2 separate regions of the Mus musculus genome follow, and region 1 is linked to region 2. Evidence: chromatin contacts called from public Hi-C data. All regions are on one chromosome and are shown on one strand. Each heading gives the region's core, a stretch centred on a gene start, on an enhancer-like site or on the middle of the called end of the contact. The rest is flanking DNA. Distances are from core to core; before and after follow the strand shown. Region 1 holds the start of Gm14206 (a long non-coding RNA gene). Region 2 overlaps Krt13 (keratin 13).

Region 1 (7,103 bases), core at 329-2,828, 180 kb after region 2:
TGCGTGAGGACACATCTCCTCCTCCCAGAACTTGGGAAGTGGAGGCAGAAGAATGAGAAATTCAAGGTCATCCTTGGCTGCATAGTAAGTTCAAAGCCAGCCTGTGCTATCTAGTATCTCAAAACAATCTAAAAATAGAAGACTTCATGAACTCTATAGTCAACCGAAAGTGCCTTTGGCTTTATGCATTTTTAAGAAGAGATGAGAGTGGGCCTCTCTCAGTGGTGAAAACAGGGCTTCCCTGAGGGAAGGAATGGCCTCCCTATGAGGGGAAAGGGGCTAAGGCAGAGCATAGGGTATGGAGATGCAGCCAGCAGCCATAACTCTAACATTCATAGTTCAATTCCCACAAATGGAGCCGAAGCTGCAAAATCTGATTTTGAGAACTGCAACCTGACCTCTGCAGGCTCAGAAGGCCTCCCTGGAGGGTCTGGGACACTCGGCACTGCCAAGTTGAGTACCTACAGTGTGGCCAGCCCTGGTCTCCGTCTTCATAGGGCCAAACTCACCCTACAGCTAAAAATCATTTTTGCAGAGCTAGAGAGATAGCTCAGCAGTCAAGAAGAGCACCGTCTCCTCTTCCAGAGGACCCGGGTTCTATTCCCAGTACCCACAGAGCAGCTTACAACTCTCTGTAACGCCACTTCCAGGGGATCTGACACACTCTTCTGGTCTCCATGGGCACTGACTACACGCAGGCAAAAACATCCACACACATAAAAATAAATGAATAAAAATAAAGTGGGTTTTTTTTGTTTTTTGGTTTTTTGTTTGGTTGGGTTTTTTGTTTTGTTTTGTTTTTTGTTTTTTGTTTTTTTTTTTTTTACATTTTAGATAGTTTAGCTTTTAAAAGGGGGTGGGAATCTTTTTCTGTACTGTTCAGGCTGGCCTCAAATTTAGGAGATCTTTCTGCTTCAGTTAAGCCTCTCAAGTCCTGCCAGCTACAGGAAATTACCAATAAGCCCAACTTTTGTTTGAGCGTTTTCTTTTGTTGTCGTTTATTGAGAACAAGGCATCGATCGTGTTGCCCCCAGCGTCCTGATCTTCCTTCCTCCTTGCTCTCCACCGGCTGGATGCAGATTACTGCCTTGAACACTCCAACATCAGACAGTCATTCTCTTAAAACATCCAAGGAACAATGGTTTCCGATTTGGGGACATTTGTTTCTGTTTTTGTTACGCGGGGGCCTTTAGCATGCTGGGCAGGGGGTCCACCACTGAGCTACATCCTGAGCTCAGGTTATTTTTATGACTTGGGAAAGTTGTATGGAATTCAAATGTAGGTGCCCATTACCAAAGCCTTATTGGGCCACAGCCTCACAGTTCATCGCCGCGACGTCTTTCACGCCTGGGAGGCAGAGCACCCTTCACAGTCGGCCTGTGGGACCTATAAAGCAGGACTCACCACCCTCTGCACAAATGAGGCGAGCAGGGGTCACCCAGGCTTCTAACCTGGCTGCCTGGCGAAAGAAATTCAACCTTCCCTCGGCCTGAGCCTCCCTTGCTCCCACAGCAGGTCACCTAGGTTCTCTGCATCTGAAAGGCAGTAGTGCCCCCTGCCGGCAGACGGAGCATCTAGTCTGATCGCCGACTCGGCCTCTGCTGTCACCTGGTGGTCACTTCAGAAAGCGCATCTAGGAACTCAGTCCTTGGTGAAACATCCCTTTAAGGGTCCACAGAAGTGTGCACAGACAGGCCACCCTGATGGAGGCAACTCCTCAATTGAGGCTCTTTATTCCCAGGTGTGTCAAGGTGGCAGCTACGATCATCCACCCTACACCACTTGAGCGCCACGCAAGATGCTCTACTAGATGTAGGAGAAACCCTAGAAAAGGGCAGTGTGTTCCCCACCCCCAGTACCTGCCTGGTGGAGGGAAATACCCAGACAGGACTCCAAGGGGAAATAAGGCATATTTAGGTGGATGGAGAGCATCATCAGGCAGCACCGTGGCCACTCACCTTGCTGGTCACGAGAGGTTTCCAGGCCATTGAGTATATCAGCCAGGCAAAGACACAGGGGAAATGGTGCCTACAGAAGCCAAGGGGACCAAGTGGCAGGGACACAGGGTGGCACAGAGAAGGAGTAGCTTAGGAGCTTAGGTAGAGATAGAGGGGGCTGAGGTAAACTGAGGTCCCAGAGCTGGGAAATGCACCAGGTGGAAGGGTTCTGTCCCAGCTCCATGGTAACGGGGAGCTACTGTTCTAGGAAGAAGCAGGAGGTGTGGATACTTCAGGGTCACCCACTCGGCGACTGCAGCTCTGACAGCAGCCTCCCAGACCACAGGCTCCTCTAGCACTCGAGGTGCACACAGGCAGAACTCTACCCCTGCCCCTAGGGCAGCCCCAACCCTGCCTAGCCAACCGATCTATAGCAGATGTGGCCTTCCAAGCAGCTGGGAGAGCACTTAGGAGCCAGACTCTGGGTGTGAATCTTGCTAGCCATGAGGCCTTGGGTTTGCCACTTAACATCTCTCAACCTCCATTTTCTCCCCTGTAGAGGAGATGTAGAAAGTCAGGTGTGGGGCAATCACCTGAAATCCCAACACTGAGGAAGCCAAGACAGGTAGACTCCTCAGATTGATCGCCAGCCAGCCTACTCCATGAGTCACGGGCTAATGAGTAACCTTACCTCAGAAAATAAGGTGGGCAGCACCTGAGGAAAAACAGATGGGGCTGACCTCTGACCTCCGCACACATGGAAACACACAGTCAAGCAAGAGGTCTATGGATCTCAGTGCTGCTCACGGGAGAGAGACTGGGCCAGAAGTACTCAGCATTAGCAGGTACTAGGAGAGGTCGGTACTGATGGGCATTTTCCTGAGCAGCTCCTAGGAGTCTGTGCCGGCATTTTAAAATGTGCCAGCAAGGACTGGAGAGATGGCTCAGGGGTTAAGAGCACCGACTGCTCTTCCAGAGGTCCTGAGTTCAAATCCCGGCAACCACATGGTGATTCACAACCATCTGTAATGAGATCAGATGCCCTCTTCTGGTGTGTCTGAAGACAGCTACAGTGTATTCATAATATACATTCAATCAATCAATATGTGCCAGCAAGAACTGAGAATTCAGTCTGGCACAGTTTCCCCATCTGATAAGTGGCCTGAGATGGTTTCCACTGATCCAGTGCCCTCAAATCCTGCTCTCTGACCTGCGAAGGACGTATAAGATGACACACCCCACCCCCGCCCACTCCCCTTCCCTGACCAGAGCAGAGAGCTTTGCTCTTCATAATGGAAAGAAATGGCCCTCATTTCCCCCTCCCCACTGCCCCACACTTCCCCTGACTCAACTGAGGCTCAGAGCATCCTTTGCCATCCTTCTGTGCCCCCCCCCCTCTCTCTCTTGCTTTAGTCTCTTCCCTCCACTCACCTGAACTCTAACATATTACTTCACTTTCCGCTGCACTTCTATCTAGTCTCTGCTGGGAGGGACGGAGTGTTCCTCCTTCCCCACACAGCCCAATGACCTACACAGAGGGGGCATGATGCCTTCTGACACTTGGAGCTATGTACCCACACCTTTACACACACACACACACACACACACACACACACACACACACACACAGAGTCTGCGGTAGGCTAGTCCTAGATTCTGAGCAGTCTCCACACGCCCCAGGACAGTGTCTGAGGAGAAGAGTCCTATGAATCTCTTGTTCACTTCAGTTCCCATACAGCCCCACCACCCCAGGCTCCCCATGCCTTCCTGGTTGCCTTGCCCCTTCCCTTGAACTCCCTCAGATCCTGTCACCTGGATCTACAACCATGAAAAGGGACGTGCGCCTGTTAACAGCTTTGTTCCCAATGCAATGCCTGACAACTGACAGGTGCTTAAACACTAAATGAATGAATGATTACAGGTAAACCCACAATCGCCACCCAGAACTCTGACCATCAGTTGCAAACTGTGCCAACACCCACAGACACTACCCACTGCATCCCAGTCGAACCTCCCAGGATCCACTCAGACTAAGACAACCAACCCCACTGGGGAACCCAATGCCAGATCCAGAGAACACAGCACCCCCTGCTGGCCCTGTGGCATAACTGCCTCCCAACTTCAGGTAGGAGGTTATCAATGCTGGAGCCGTCAGGGCCTCAGAAGTAACAGCTGCGAGATGCTGGCAGCTGCAGGGCCATTTGTCACTCCAGCAATGTCAAACAACCATCATCCAAAGGAGCGACCCACTCCCTGCATGGGTGGGAAGCTGCCCCAGAGGCACAAAGAGCTTATCCCAGGTCACTCCACAAGAAATTGTCCTACATTTTCATTATAGTATGTGCGTGTGTGCACGCGCGTGTGTGTATGAGTGCGTGCGTGTGCACGTGTGTGTACGTGTTCTTTTTCACCATGTTCGTCGGCGGGATCGAACTCCATGGTAGGCCTTTTCCTGGTCGGTCTACAGACACACAACCCCATGCTTGACGCCCCTGGGCCAGCCCCAAAGTCCCCCAGCCTTAAAGAGAGGACTGTGCCACACATCTCTGGAGCCCCAGTAATTATCAGCTGAAGGCTAGACTCAGGCAGCAGGTCTCGTCTCTAAACCCGGTCTGTGCTGCCATCGTGTGGCCGCCGCTGGAAGTGCGCCTGTTCTATGACTGCTTAGACCCTGAAATTCTAAATTCTTCTTGGGTTGATCTAAACAGGTTATAGCTGGAGCTCCAGGGGATACAGAAAGGAAAAGACATGGGGGGGGGACGCCTCCAAACTGAACTTGGAGTCGGTTTTCCCTCAGAACAAAAGGTAATTCAGGAGATACCACATCTAAGTCACTAGAGAAGACCACTTGAGAATCAAGTGTGACTCCTTGAGTTTCAGGCCCAGGACGTGTGACCACAGTCCTTAGGTGAAGAACAGATCATGTGAGACAGGATATGGGATGACAGGACACATTGCCACGTCTGAGTCACAGGGTTGGGGGAGGGGATGATGTCATCGGCTGACTAGAGAGCCTTGGAGACCAGGGACATACCTGGGAAGAAATCTGAGACAACTAGAAATAAGAAGTGAATAAAATCTAAGAGGCCTGGGATTGCTGCTTACACACAGATACTGGGGTATTCACCTAAACAGTGTTCTTTATGTCACACGTGTTTGGCATTTCTCAAGACCTTACTACAAGCCATACCAAATGGTGTGGAAACATTTGGAGTTTACTATAGCAGAGTTGCTAGAGCGCTTGCCTACCATGCACTGGGCCCAAGGATCAGCCTGGGTTCAGTCATTAAGGCTACATAAACTGGGGGTGGGAGAGATGGCTCAGTGGTTAAGAGCACTAACTGCTCTTCCAGAGGTCCTGAGTTCAATTCCCAACAGCCACATGGTGGCTCACAACCATCTGTAATGGGATCTGGCGCCCTCTTCTGGTGTGTCTGAAGACAGTGATGGTGTACTTATATACATAAAATAAATTAATAAATAATTTTTTTAACTACATAAACTGGGTGCAGGCCTGCCTGTAACCCCAGGACTCAGAAAGTAGAGACCAGAAGCTTAAGGTCAAGACTGGGGGGATGGCTCCCCAGATAAGTGCTTAGCTCTTTCAGGGAACCTCAGGTGGGTTCCTAGCACCCAATTCAAAGGATTCACAATCACCTGTGATGGCAGATCCAGGGGAGCTGGCATGTTCCGGCCTCTGCAGGCGGCTACACACACACACACACACACACACACACACACACACACACGGCACAGGTAAACTCAGGCACAAACACATCCGCATAAATACAAGTAAAGACTTTTTTAAGTTCAAAGCCATTGTCGTTTTGTTTTGTTTTGTTTTGTTTTGTTTTTTAGACAGGGTTTCTCTGTGTAACCAAGGCTGTCCTGGAACTCACTTTGTAGACCAGGCTGGCCTCGAACTCAGAAATCCGCCTGCCTCTGCCTCCCAAGTGCTGGGATTAAAGGCGTGCGCCACCACCGCCCAGCTCAAAGCCATTGTCTTAGGGTTTCTGTTGCTGCCATGAAACGCCAGCACCAAGGCAGCCTAGGGAGAAAAAAAATTTATTTGACGTTATGCTTCCACGTTCATTATCAAAGGCCAGGAACTCAAACTGGGCAGGAACCGGAGGCAGGAGCCAACGCAGAAGCCATGGAAGGGTGCTGCTTACTGGTTTACTCGGCCTGCTTTTTTTGTTTGTTTGTTTGGTTGGTTTTTTGGGTTTTTTGGGGTTTTGGGGGGGATTAAGACAGGGTTTCCCTGTGTAGCCCTGGCTGTCCTGGAACGGCCTCGAACTCAGAAATCCGCCTGCCTTTGCCTCCCAAATACTGGGATTAAAGGCATGCGCCACCACCGCCCGGCTTCAGTCTGCTTTGTTATAGAACCCAGGACCACTGGGCAATGGTGCCTCACTCCTTTAATTCCAGCACTTGGGAAGCAAAGGCCGGTAGATCTCTGAGCTCCAGACAGCCAGGATTACAGAGAGAAATCCTGTCTCGAAAAAACAACAGCAACAACAACAACAAAGGCTGAAGCACTGGCTCTCTGATTTAGAGCCTGGGTTCCATCCCCAGTACCTAGATGATGGTTTACAACCATCTGTAATCCCCGGGGATCTGGTGCCCTCTTGTGGTCGCTGGCGGTACTGCATGCATGTGCTGCTCAGACATACATAAAAACAAAATACCTGTACACATAAAATAATAAAATAAAAATAATCAAAAATAAGAAGAACCTAGAACCACCAGCCTAGGAATGGAAGCCACAGTGGCCTGGGCCCTTCCTCATCAAGCACTAATTTTAAAAATGCCCTACAAGCTTACCTGTAGCCCGATCTTATGGAGGCATTTTGAAGTTCCCTCTTCTCAGATGACTTTAGCTTCTATCGAGTTGACATAAAACTATCCAGCACTGTCCTCCTCCGCTACATAAAAAGGTGGTGGCCAGAGGCTGGGGAGATGGCTCAGCAGTTAGGAGCTAGGCTCACAAGCAAACAGAGAGAGATTTAAGCCTACCTGAACATCAGTAACACGGTGGTAGATTCCAGAAACGGGACGGAGCCGGAGGGCGGGGGGGGGGGGGGGGGACAGGACGGGAGGGTGGGGGCGGAGCAGGGGAGATGGAACAGGGTAAGCACATTACCCAGAAGCCTAAATAAATAAGGA
Region 2 (7,060 bases), core at 1,665-4,164:
TGAGAGAATACAAGGACAGCGTGTTGTGATACATCCAAGGAGTAAGTGAACGCTCCCAGCAAGGGTCTCCTCTCCCCCCACCCACCCACCACCCACCCCCGCTTCTCCAGGCTTTGGTCAAATATGTGGGCTACCACATCACTGTAGAACCCCCAAGGTAACAGAGAAATCAGATCAGATAGCCAATGGCTGTCCCTATTTGAGCAGCCTGCTGGTTCAGGCTTGATCTTTCTGGTTTTCTCATCTCACCTGTTTTCACCATGAGGTCCACATACAGGTCCTAGAGAAGTCCCTACCACAGAAGACACCTGAAAAGTGGTTCTGCTTCCTAACTTCTTCAGACCTCACCTGGGACCCCACCCACCTCCCCCACACCATATAACAAGAAATCTTTCCATATAACAAGAAATCCGTTCAAACGTGAAACACCCGGGATATCTGGCCCCTCCTCCTGAGAAGCCTGGTTACTATATATTCTCCTTTAAACAACCATGTCCAAAGCTCCTGCCAAATGTGTTACCAGCTGATGTCAGATGCTAGTACTAATATGCAGGAACTGGTACACAGCGTTGAAGAAAGCATGGTGAGAAGTAGAAATACTCATAATAGAGACATTTCTAATCATTCATTTAATTTTCCAAAAGGATCCAGGAAATGTCTCACTGGGCCCTGATGGTGAAAGACTCAGGGCCATTCATGGATCTAGGAAAAACTGACTTACCAGATTCAGTGAGCAAAAATATTCTCAATATTTGGAATATGATTATAGTAAAATGTTATTGTCTATCTGCAAAACCAATCCAGCTGAGCAGCCTGGGTTCTGCACGGAAATCTTCAGTAAGGATATATCACTATTTAAGGGCTTTGGCCAAGCATGATGCTACTGTCCCTTGCCTCCCTGACACCATGAAATTGGCTGATACGGGGGACAGGTCAATTAGACTTCCCTTGGAAAACCATGACATTTGATTCCTTTATGTCCCGTCTCAGTAGCTGCTGTGTAGGCCTTCCACCCTCCATAAGCAGTACTCAGAGGTCTGGGGGCTAAGTTGTCATGCCACTATATCAGTGACATTCTACCCTGATCCTTCCACTGGGTGACTCAGCCTGGGCGGGATTCTCAAGTCTCCTCTGCTCCATTTCCAATCCCTCAGGTTCCCAAACTTCTGCCTATCTCCATAGCCACTACGCCTCACTGGACTCAGGATTGTCTGAACACATATCAGCTGGCCAAGGAGATCACCCACCCGATCCCTGACTGCCCTTCAGTGGGGGGCAGGAGGGGGTGATCTTCAGGAGAGCTGATGAAGAATGACAGTAGCCTTGGACAGTGATTCCTTTCAAAACTCTAGGGGTTCCACTCTCCAGGACCCTGATAGGGTTTTTTAATTCCCATTGGATCTACCTTACCCTGCCTAGGTCTTGAAATCCCCTCCTTACTAAGCCCAAAATGCTCTAGAATATCATCTCTCTCAAAATACAAAAACAAAATAAAAGTCCTCTCCCCTGAGAGAGATTTTGGTTATTGCCCCAGGCTTTGGAAGTCTGCTCAGAATGAGCCATGTGTCTTGCCATAGTGAGTGTCCAGGGAGCCACTGGGCCCAGGGGAAAGCCATACCTCTCCAGTCCTCTTGTGGCCATGCTCTGCCTCCATATTTCAGGGCCCAAGGGCCAGCTCTTCCTGCACAACCATGCTTGCCAGCAGCTCCCATCTGGAGAACATGAGCCTCTGCTCAGAGGTACCGAGTCCTTACCCCCTCTCACTCGGCTTTTATGGTCTAAGAATTCCACAGCATTGCTTTTTCTCCCCAGCGTGTTTGAGAACCTGTGGTTTATGGGAGATGCCCTGTCAGGCATACTGGGACAGGGACTTCAGTGTCCGAGTCCACTCCTTTCAAGTATCACTTCATTGAACCACAAAGCAAATCCCCCCCCCAAAAAACACCCCATTTGATTGGCTCAGCGGTCAGCATTTACAGATGCTGTGCAGTCCACATAACAACACCCCTCCTGGTAACAACAGCCAGTCTGTGGCCAGGCCCGGGACTCCAGGCTGTCATTAACTATCCTGCATTCTGCAGATTTGACTTTCAAGCTTCTCTGAGATGCTCAGATGAAAGCAGCCACAGGGCTGTTACGAGCGATCGTGAAAGTTGGCCAGAGAATGTGTGCCAGACACCCGCCAGCTTTCCCAAAAGCCCATCCCCAACAGGTGCCTGAAAGAGTCTCAGCAGCCAACCAGCCACCTGTATCACCCTCCCAAACTCCATGTAGGGACACAGTGCACCCAGCTCTCCCAGAGTCCCCAAAGAGCTGCTCAAAGGAACATAGCTCGTGTACCCTGCTCTACCCAAAACACCAACAGCCCGGAGGGTACCTTCCAAAAGCACATAGGTTCCCTGAGATACAAGAACCCAAAAATGGGAAGAGGAAATGGGTTGCAATAGGGGCATGGGGGATTCTGGGACAATACATCATCAGGCCCTATTGATTACAACCTTGCAATGCCATCTCTCCTGAGCCTTGCTGCAGGCTTCCCTAGCGAGGAACAGTTGGATTCCCCTTCCAGGAAGGTTAGGGAAGTCTCATACCCCCAATGGGTGGTCAAAGCTGCCACCCGAAATAGATGAGCTAAGTACCAGAGAAGTCTTGTCATGGAACTCCGCCCTCAGCCTCACCTTGCTTCTCAAATGCCTTGCTGTCACACCCAGTGCTGGGGACAGACAGACAGAACCTCCTGTTAGGACTAAATCTAAGGTCCTGTCCCTCTACTACCTTGGATCCCAACTGGTGGCCAGGGACCCTGGTCTGCTTTCTGACATGAGTCTGCCCTCTGCAGGGCCAAGGCAGGACAGACAGCCCCACAGGATGGGCAGACATGTACTGGTCCATTAAGGAAGGGTGGAGCCTTGGGGATAGGGAGGTACCTTTTGCTCAAGGTGAGAAGCCAGACGCTTCTTGAGAATCGCAGCATTGAATCACCATGGTAGCTCACCTGCCATGTGTCAGGCTTTCCTGCCAACCCACCCGTGCCCACCTGGGAAACTGACCTAGTGGCTCCTGGACATCCCAGGAATGTACCCTGGTTGGCTCTTTTGTCCCATGAGCACTGAGATCTGGGAGTCTTGTTCCTCTCCACATTCCTGGAGGTGAACACGTGACCCCTGACAAAGTACCAACCAGCTCCTCAGGAAGTATTTTGGAACAGTGGCTCCCACCCTGTGAACTAGTCTGCTCCCTTTGGAGGATCTAACTTGATTTTCCCGTGTATAAAGCGCACATGACGGTGACCTCTCTTGGGATGAAGTAACATAAAGCTGAGGGCTGGGGAGAGCACACACTGTGCAGTGTGCTGGCCTTTTCGGTCTGGTTGTAACCCTTTATCTTAGGGTCTCCTGCCTGACGCACACTCATTCACGGTCTGACACAGATGTGAGTCAGGCACCACTGGGTCATGGTTGTTTGCTCACTATTGCAGCTCTGGGAAACAGCCACTGAGCCTGCGGTGACCTGAGCGCCTAGGACAACCCCCTAGGGAGGGGCAGTGTTGACCCAGCAGTTCTTTCCTCCCTCAAGTGTCACCCCACCAGGTGACTAAACTGACAGATGGAGTCCAAGGCAGAAAGACAGGATCTCCACCCCACCCCTTCTACTTCCTAGACTAGAGGCCTGGGTCAGCCTTCTTCCCAGCTCAGAAAGGCTGTTGGCTGGCCTGACAGAAACACTGCCCCTGACTTGTCCCTCCCAACTTCCCTGAAATACCTGACGGGGCCACAGAGTTAGGGCTTCTCACAGTTCTTCCTGGGATCTAGGTGAAAAGCTCCCAGGCCATAGAGAGTCCCCTCCAGACTTAGGGGTCCAGCTTCTGTCATTGATCCACATAAATGAGTCTCCCTCATATTCTACTGAGCATGTCAATACCAAGACTGGAAGGAAGTTTTGGTCTTGGGGATCAAAACAAGCCGGGGTGCTCAGCTTTGAAAACTCCTATCCTTGACTGGGGTAAGGGCCCCATTCTTTCCTGCCCTTGGTATTGTATGTTTGCTACAGTTTCCATCTTCCATTGTCCCTCCACTCTCCATCTAATTCATCTTTCAGGTCCTGTATATACAGTAGGTATGAGGATGTGGGTGACCCCAAAACTGTTTCTACCTCAAAGAAAGTCACAGAACCAGAAAGGCCATGACCAGAAGCATTACTTGGTGAGCTCTTAGTAACCGCGTGTCAGATTGTTCTGAGTCCTCAGCTTTAATAACCTACGGGGGAGGTAGCCATTAGCAGGAGAGGAAGTGCTCTTACCTAGTTCCTGTCTGTCTGAGAATGCTTTTAAAGATGGAGGTTCTTTCTCCAGAATCAATCCAGTGTCAGAATGCAGTCACACTCCACAGGAAGCTACAGCCTCAACCCAAAACCAAAAACGCTTGGGAGCAAAGGGCATGGCCTGGTTTTCTGTAATGCTTTTAGCTCCTGGCAGAGTTCCAGACGGGGAACTTGACCTGAGCCCCTACCTCCTTCTACAGTGGAGAACAGAAAGGGCTCTGGAATAAATAGAGACTAGATGCTGTCTCTGCTTCAGCTAGCTCAGGCATGCCCAAGTGAGTCCTGTGTGCCTAAGCCAGGTGCGTGTGGCCTGCAAGTGAGAAGAGTATAAGTTATACCAGGGTGAGGTGGGGAACTCAGAGGAGAGTCAAGAAGGAGAGGGGAAGACCAGAGAAAGGGGACAGGTGTCAAGGGTGTCAGAGACCCTCTGACCCTCTGGCCCTCTGGCCCTCTGGCCCTCTGGCCCTCTGGCCCTCTGGCCAAAAATTCTGTGACCAAATCCAAATGTTATCTCAGAGGCAGGTCCCCAGTTCATTCATTCCTCTCTTCCTTCAACAAGCATTTAGCTAAACCCTCCCCGAGATGAAAAGACACAGCCCTGATGTAGTAATATTTAATCCCAACCCAGGGTTTCCACCCTGCCTTTGACATATATAAAGACCCACACAACCTTTTTATTTATAACAAGCCTTAAACAGTGCAAGAGTTGGGCAGATACCCACCCTCTAAGTTATTAGACTCTACTTTCCTATAGGTAGGTCCAAGTTATCACTTATTATGTTTTATCTAGGCTGCTCTAAACTCCAATTGGCCAGCCCTCAGGACCTTGTTTTCATGACTCACCTAACCCATGGCTGCTTCTTTTTCCTCCTCTATTCTCACTCTCTTGTGGTTTTCCTTCAACCCCCAAATTCTGGAACCCTAAATCCTACCAATGTCTCTTTGCCCAGCTATTGGCCTTTCTTTATCTATCAGAAATAACTTGGGGGCATCTTCACATAGTGTCGATGTGCAGGACTCTCTCATCTCTGGGACAATCAGGTCTGGAGGAAATGCTATTAGCATTAGAATACAAGCAGCATCTGGCCAACTCACTATGCGTAGGACCATGCTGTCAACATGAATGTAGAGGAGTACATTCTTGGGAACACCCAGGAACATGCCACACCAGCCATGTGTCATGGAGAAGGGTTACCATTTCAATCTGCATTTTAAGGAGAGCCTATAGAACAGAGATGTGAAAAATAAATTAAAAAAAAAAAAAAAAAGAACAGAGCCCTGCTCTGGAGAGAACGAGGAGGGGGTCTGACTGAGTTCTCCTGTAGAATACGGCTCTGCAGCTGTCCAAACACACGCCTGCTTCACAAGAGCATTTTGAAATAGAAAGACCTTGGGCTTCACTGGAGAGGCTCTTATAGGAGCTAGGACTGGAAGGAGCAAGGAAGAGGTCAGAACATCTGACCTGTGGGTCTACAAAAAATCCTGCCTTTCTTTGGTGGCCATACTCCAGCTTGAGTGAGGGGCAAGGTCAAACTGGAGGCAGAGCAACCAGTGACGCTGTTATAATAGCATGTCATGAGAGTTAGAATCAGGGAAGACATTGGAGCTAAAAACGCAGTCCATGAAAGGACTTATGGAAGAGGAGAATAGAAAGAGAGATCGAGAGAGAAACAGAGACAGAGAGATATAAAGACAGACAGAGATAAAGAGAGACAAAGACAGATAAAAAGAGACAAAGATAGACAGGGATAAGTATAGACAGAGACAGAGATAAACATAATCAGAGTCAGAGCTACCTTGGCTCTCCGGGTCCCTGAGAGTAGGAAAAGGAAGAAGCAATCTGAGAGGGTGGCCCCTGTAGATCTTTAGTTTAGAAAGGGGTGTCCTATGCACAGTGGGGAAGGTGAATCTGAAGCTGGGGAGGCAGATGGAGAGGTGAGGAATTTGAGCTCACACACATGTCCAGGATGGTCCAAGAGCATCCACGAGTAAACAGCAGAAAGAAACCATTTGTGCAGTCACCTTGTGCAGGATGAGCACAGCCAGAGGAGGCTGTGTCTCTGGGCCAGAGCTCCAGAGAGGCAGAAGAGAGCTAGGGCATCAGAGAGAGACAGGGCAGCCAGAGGCCAGCACAGGCTGAGGTGCTGAGTGAATTATGGGTTGGTCCACTGGGAAGTTTAGAGTTGTCAGACCTTGGGATGTGCCAAGGAAAACAGAAAGGAAGGCTATCTCAGGCCAAAACGGAGTCATCAGCCTGGAAGGCAGCAGGTTGGGGCAGGGATACCTGTTCTGGCCACTATTTCCCCAAGATCCCTCCCCCTTTTGAATGGCCCAGGAAGCCTGCTCTACACCCGCCCTCCATATTTCCCCACCCTATGTCTACAGATGACCCCAGCCTCCACTTCTGGCCATCCTACAGGGAGGGATACTGAACTAACTCACTGGCCCCTGCTTTCTATCTGGTGAGTCCCATTTGCCCATATCTGATGCATATGAACACATGGGTACCAATGTGGGTTTCCCTGTCTGCCATCATTGTGCCAGTGTACTCAGTGGCCGATGTGCCTCATATCCTTCTCACATGAGAAGCCCCTGGTCCCATCAGTGTCTGAGTTCAGCTCAGCACAACTATGCCAACCTCGCCCGTAACCCAAATCAGGCCTCAGCAGAGGCCACCCTCAGAAACCAGGCCAGAAACAAAAACATTTGCAGAAAATCAAGAAACTTTATTGAATCATCT

The links. Hi-C and Micro-C count contacts between places; a contact is called where the count stands out from the background.
Region 1: a Hi-C map of pancreatic cancer cells shows a contact between it and region 2, with 2.2 times the contacts expected there. The contact joins two enhancer-like sites. A contact is called at or near these places in 2 of 484 Hi-C or Micro-C datasets (embryonic stem cells and pancreatic cancer cells), 7 of 115 datasets of contacts at active chromatin or transcription factors (embryonic fibroblasts, embryonic stem cells, extraembryonic endoderm stem cells and 1 more) and 3 of 9 other capture datasets (adipose tissue, liver and pancreatic islet).

The regions. Positions count from the first base shown.
Region 1 is chr11:100,293,948-100,301,050 of GRCm38.p6, forward strand. Gm14206 (a long non-coding RNA gene) reads right to left here and starts at 6,979. Exons shown (of 5, transcript XR_880211.2): 1 at 6,762-6,979. Within about 2 kb of position 1,579, at least 19 of the 459 cell types and tissues checked have an H3K27ac peak or open chromatin away from gene starts, as enhancers often do. A contact at or near this core is called in pancreatic cancer cells, where this site is marked.
Region 2 is chr11:100,110,302-100,117,361 of GRCm38.p6, forward strand. Krt13 (keratin 13) reads right to left here. Exons shown (of 8, transcript NM_010662.2): 8 at 7,026-7,060. Among named protein-coding and RNA genes, the nearest start is that of Krt13, 7.7 kb to the right of the region's middle. Within about 2 kb of position 2,915, at least 44 of the 459 cell types and tissues checked have an H3K27ac peak or open chromatin away from gene starts, as enhancers often do. A contact at or near this core is called in pancreatic cancer cells, where this site is marked.